2 separate regions of the Oryctolagus cuniculus genome follow, and region 1 is linked to region 2. The links are chromatin contacts, called in public Micro-C maps. All regions are on one chromosome and are shown on one strand. The core of a region is the stretch at or near the end of the contact, and the rest is flanking DNA. Distances in the headings are between cores, read along the strand shown.

Evidence for each region. Hi-C and Micro-C count contacts between places; a contact is called where the count stands out from the background.
Region 1: a Micro-C map of ear pinna shows a contact between it and region 2, with 7 times the contacts expected there. The contact joins the promoter of DBP here to the promoter of PTOV1 in region 2. A contact is called at or near these places in 3 of 6 Hi-C or Micro-C datasets (ear pinna, psoas muscle and an unstated tissue).

What each region holds. Positions count from the first base shown.
Region 1 is chr18:8,492,040-8,494,739 of mOryCun1.1, forward strand. It overlaps DBP (D-box binding PAR bZIP transcription factor), which reads left to right and starts at 1,292. Exons shown (of 4, transcript XM_051831357.2): 1 at 1,292-2,050; 2 at 2,695-2,700. The coding sequence starts at 1,912. It overlaps CA11 (carbonic anhydrase 11), which reads left to right. Exons shown (of 8, transcript XM_070063136.1): 6 at 1-13; 7 at 159-324; 8 at 840-962. The coding sequence ends at 865.
Region 2 is chr18:7,710,459-7,713,203 of mOryCun1.1, forward strand. PTOV1 (PTOV1 extended AT-hook containing adaptor protein) reads right to left here and starts at 1,288. Exons shown (of 13, transcript XM_051841669.2): 1 at 1,141-1,288. The coding sequence starts at 1,254.

The sequences.
Region 1 (2,700 bases), core at 42-2,541, 780 kb after region 2:
CACCTCCCTGCAGGTGAGGCAGGGGTGTCCGCTGGCCGCCCGCCCCCTCCCCAGCCGCCGGGAGCTCCGAGGGTCCCGCGCGCCCTGGGGGTGGGGCTTGGCCAGGCCCCGCCCACCCGCTCGCATTCACCCCCGTCCTGCGCCCCGCTTTCCCGCAGATGCACTCCCTGAGACTCCTGAGCCAGAACCCGCCGTCCCAGATCTTCCAGAGCCTCAGCGGCAACGGCCGGCCCCTGCAGCCCCTGGCCCACAGGGCCCTGAGGGGCAACAGGGACCCACGGCACCCCGAGAGGCGCTGCCGAGGCCCCAACTACCGCTTGCATGGTAGGGCCCAGTCCGCACCCCTCCACGTCTCGCGCTGACCCTGAGCGCTCAGCCTTTTCCCCGCTGCATGTCCACGTGGTACAACCCGCCACGGGCCACGGTGCCCCCTTTCCTCTTTGCTGCTTGGCAAGGCAGCGTCCTGGCTTCCCCGCGGGGGTCCCGCTTCTGCCTTTTCCAAAACGGGACAGTCCGGATCCCCTCCCGGTTTCCATGTGGTACGTCCCACAGCGCCCCCTTGCTGGCAGCCGACATGGTACAATCCCTCCCCCTCCCCGCCGCCTCTCGGTGGTTCAGCCCAGCGAGCTGGCGGGCCCCCCCGGCTTTTCCACATGGTACGGCCCAGCCCCGCCCTCGCGCCCCACCCCCGCCGGGTGCAGCCCTGGCCACTCCCCGTAGCTGCTCGGCTTGGCACTTTCCGGCTCCCCCCGCCGGAGTCTCCGTGTGGTAGAGCCCGGCGCGGCCACGCCCACGCCCTCTGCCCCGCGCCCCTGAACTTCCGCCGTCTGTCTCCACAGTGGATGGCGCTCCGCTAGGTCGCTGAAGCTCCGCGTCCAGGATTGCGCCTGCCCGTCCCGAGCCTCCCCACGAGGGGAGGGAGGTCACCCCCAAAACAAAGCTATTAAAGAGACAGAACACTTCCTGCTTCTCGGTGGTCTGAGTCTAGGCGCGGTGGGCGGAAAACTTGGGTAGCAGATAAGAGCTGCCGCCTCCCAGAAGCCAGTCGCTCTCTTCCGGAGCTTCCGTCCCCCCAAAAGCGACCCATCTGGGCACGCAGGCCTCCCCCGCCTCCCCCAAAGAAAAAGACCCATCTGGGCACGCGGCTCCTTTAAGAGGCACCTCCCCGCCCCACCCCCGCCGTCGGCAGCACGCGCCGGGCCATGTGCTTCCCCCTCCCTCCCGCCTCATTGGCCAGAACTGGGTCACGGTCCCGCCCCCTGAGCCGCCTCCCATTGGGCAAATGTAGGTCAGTGTCCCGCCTCCCTCCGAGCGGCGAGGCCGCGGCACGCGCTCAGCCCCTCACGCGCCCTCCCGGGCCGCGGCAGATCCGAGGGCTCCCATTGGCTGCGGGTCTCCAGGGGTCGGGACGCGATTGGCCCGTGCCGGCGGCCGGAGGGAGGCACGCGGCCGGGGAGGATGGCCAGGGCGGCCGGCGGGGGCCGAGAGGAGGGGCGCGCGCTGTGGCGTCGGTGTTTTGGTTTTTTTTTTTTTTTCCGCGAAAGAAGTTTGCTGTGGCCCCGCCTCGAGGCGGCCCCCTCCCCCGCCGCGCGGCGCACACCTCCGGGTGCGGGGCGCAGAGCGCCTTGCATTGCGAGAGCGGCGGACTTCGCGGGAGCCGGGCTCGCCCACCCTGCAGAGGCAGCGCCGCGGGCACCCGAGGAGCCGTCGCGTCGCCCGGGCTGCCGGGCGCTCCTGCCCCGAGCACCGCCAGGCCCCGTGCTGGATACTGGAGGCTTGCAAGCTGCCCTCGCCCGCCCCCGGGCCGGACACTCGCCCGAGCCGCGGCAAGGACCGTGCTGGTGACTGGCAGGCCCGCCCGCGCCCGCCTCCGCCCCGGGAGCCCATGAGCCTGGGGGCAGGTGCCGGGCGATGGCGCGGCCTCTGAGCGACAGGACCCCGGCCCCGCTGCTGCTGGGAGGCCCGCCCGGGGCCGCCCCTGGCGGGGGATCGCTGCTCGGGCTCCGCAGCCTTCTGCAGGGGACCAGCAAGCCCAAAGAGCCGGCCAGCTGTGAGTGAGCCCCCACCCCCGCCTCCTCCGATCCGGACAGCCCACTCCCTGGGGCCGCAGGTGCCGCCCCGAGTGCAGGGACTGCGTCTCTCCGCACCTGTGTCTGTTCATTCTTGAGCTTTTAGATCCCTAGAGCCCCTTAGAGCCCAGGACCCCCCGCCCCAAATGCCGGCTCTGAAGCCCGTACGTGAGGACCTCCCTCTTCCGCCCGCCCCAAGACTCAGGAGTCCAGCGCCCCAGGCCCCTGGGGCCCCTTTGGCTCGGGAGCCCGGACCCCCGGGTCCAGGGAGAAGGGAGGGGGTGTGTCGGATGCTCACACGGAGGTGACACGGGCGTGGGCGGAGCCTCGCGGGCTCACATGGAGTCTGGGGATGAGGAGTGTGCCCCACGAGTAAAGCCCCCTCTGGAGGGCGGGGGAGCCGCGCGGCTGTCAGTCTCCCGGCGCACCTGTCCCGGCGCCGACCCCCACTCGCCCTGAGCCTCCGCCCCTGGCTGCCCTGGGCGGCTGTGGTCCGCGTCCCTGCCCCGCCCCCGCCTCGGTGTCCCCCGGCGTCTGCCTGTGCCGCCCCCGTGTCCCCCGGGGGTCTCCGTGAGCCGGGCCGCTTCTCCCATCTCGAGCCCCACATTCCCCCCCTACCCCGCAGGTCTGC
Region 2 (2,745 bases), core at 38-2,537:
CTGCGCGCACGCACTGCCACACAGCAGGGTTTAGGGTCACCTGGAAGGCAGGCTGGCCGCTGGGCACCTGGGAGCTGGCTGGATCTGGGGTCCCGCAGGGAACCGTCAGGGACGCCTGCCTGGCACCCAGGCATACCCGCCCTGGCAGCAAGAGCACACCCAGATGAGGGCTCACCTGCTACCCCCCCCCAAAGTAAATCTCCACCCGGACAGGTGCCGCCGCCCCGTGCGCCACGCAGGGGGGCCCGCGGAGCACCTGGAGGGGAGCTCAAAGCCCCGGGAGCACACGTCTCGGGGCCCGGGCGTCCACGCGTGTCCCGTCCGCGAACGAGCCGCGAGCAACACGGGCACGCGCGCTCGCACCGCCCTCGAGAAAGCCTCGCCGGGGGTTCTGAAAAGTGCATGCCGCCTGCAGGAGCCGCACGGCGCGCGCCGACGCCCAAGGTCCCGGGCGTGCGTGGGAGTCAACTCCAGGGTCGGCCACTGGCAGGACCTGGGGGAGGACGCCACCCGGGACCGCACGGGCGCGCGCGTGCGGAACGCAGCCCCTGGCCCCCACGTCCAATGCCCTGCCCCTGCCCAGCAAGGAAGCAACTTTGCAATCGGAAAAACAAGCGCGCGCGGCGCCCGCCCCCCACCCGCGTCCAGCGGGCCGCGCAGTCAGCAGTAATCTGAGCCCGCCCCGCCCCCGGGCCCCCCCACCCCGGCCTACCCGCCTAACAAAGGGGAGAGCCGGACGCGGACCACCCGGGGCCACGGGGGACCTCGGCCCCGCGCGGGGCCACCCCCCGCGCCTCGGCGGCGCCCCCGGAGAGGAGGGGGCTGCGCACAGTGGCGTGGGAGCCTGGGGAGGCCCCCGGGGGCGGGGCCGTGGAAGGCTCTGGAAGCAAGGCGCGGGGCTCACCATGGGAGGGGCCGAGCGGGCCCGGATCCGCGGCGGCTGCGGCCCCCGGGGGCTGGCGGGCCAGGAGCGCGAGCGCACGGCGCGCACCGCGAGCGGCCGCGGGGGGCGGCCGCGACCCCCGAGGGGACCCCCAGCGCCGGAGCGGTGCGGAGCGCGGCGCGGACGGACCATGGCAGCAGGAGCGGGCTGGGGGCTGCCGCGGGCCACCGACCGAGGGGCGACGGGCTGAGCCGTACCAAGCGCGGGGGACGCGCTGCCTGAGGGGTCGCCGCGGCCAAACCACTGCGGCGCGCGGGGGAGCCCGGCGCGTACCAACCGCGTCCGCGAGGGGCGTGGCCGGAGCGTACCATGCGGGGCGGGGGGAACCCGGGAAAAGGGGGAGCGAGGGACCGGCCGCAGGGGGACACGTCGGGCCGCTCCGGCCGGCGGGGCGGGGCCGGGAGGGCGCGCGAGGGAAGTTTTAGGGGGCGTGGCGGAGGCCGCAGACGGTACCAAAGAGTTGGAGAGGGTGGACTTGAAGACGGTGCCACTTCGGTTCTGGGCTGGGAGTCAGGACTCCCGCGCAGTCAGGAGACCATACCAAAACACTTCAGGAAATAGGGGAGGACGTATAATGAGTCGGGGGGACGAGGGACCCTACCAGAGAGGACTGGGGTACGGATCGCACAGCGCACATTGGAGCGCTTAAGGTTTTCTTGGTAGCGGTGACGTGGTTGATGGGGAAGGGACTACAACTCCCAGAGGCCCTCGCGGGACGGGGCGGGGCCCGCGGCCCATGAAGCCCGCCCCCGCTAGTCATAGCCGTGCGCCCATTGGCTCCCGCGTCCAGGCTCCGCCCACCCGCTGTGAGCCGCTCAGCTGTCGCTGAATTCTTGCTTGAATCTGTTTCGTCTAAATATCTATACTTACAGCGGTTGTGACGTCAAATAATAAACCCGTGCTTGGCACGGTACTCAAATACTTGTCAGCTTTTCTTGAAAAAGAGCCCAGAGGCCCCGCACGCGTAGGGCGCGGGTTCGCATCCCTGCTCCACTCGGGCCCCCGCGCCCGCCCGAGCCGTCCACGCGAGACCCGAATAAAACCCTCGGCGGCGGCCCGGCCCTCCGACCCTTTCCACTCAGTGCACCCTTAACGAGCAGACAGAGGCCCGTTTTCGGCGGGAGACCGATCACGGGCTGTGGCTCCCGGTCAGCAGCGTGGAGGCAGCGGGGCGGTCAGGCCAGCCCGGTCACGCCGGCTGCGCGGCTCCCGGCTCCAGAGCCGGCTGGAGGCAGACTCGCTCGTAACTTTGTGGATATTTTTAAGGACCTCTGGCTGCTTTACGGGGAATGAAACTCCTGGGAAGGGGGAGGCACCTGCGCATCCCGTCGCCTGCCTGGTCCTGAGGCCCGGCCCGCCTCCCCCGCCCCGGCCCTCCTCCACGCCCCGGTCCAGGCACAGCCCCGGGCGGCCGGGCGGGTCACTCGTGGGCGAGCTCAGCCAGGGAGAAGCAGAGTCCAGGGCCAGAGACGTAATCAAATGGTATCTTTACTGAACGGTGGCCAATGCATGGGACAGAATACAAACACGCAGGGCACTGCAGCCTAGGTGTGCAGTTCAAGATTGAAAAAATACAGATTGAAAAATAGAAAGATTTACTCATTAAAATTGTTTCCTCTTTCATCATTCTCTTGCTCCTTTGACTTGAAGCCGGAAGGCTGGCGCGGCCCGGGCGGTCCCGGGCTCCGCCTCGGCCCCGGGGCTCAGGCCTGAGCGCTGGGCGGCAGAAGCGAGGGCCGGAGCCGGCGCCCAGCGGCCCGGTGGCCGAGCGGACGGTGCTCAGCGGGCTCCCCACGTCCGGG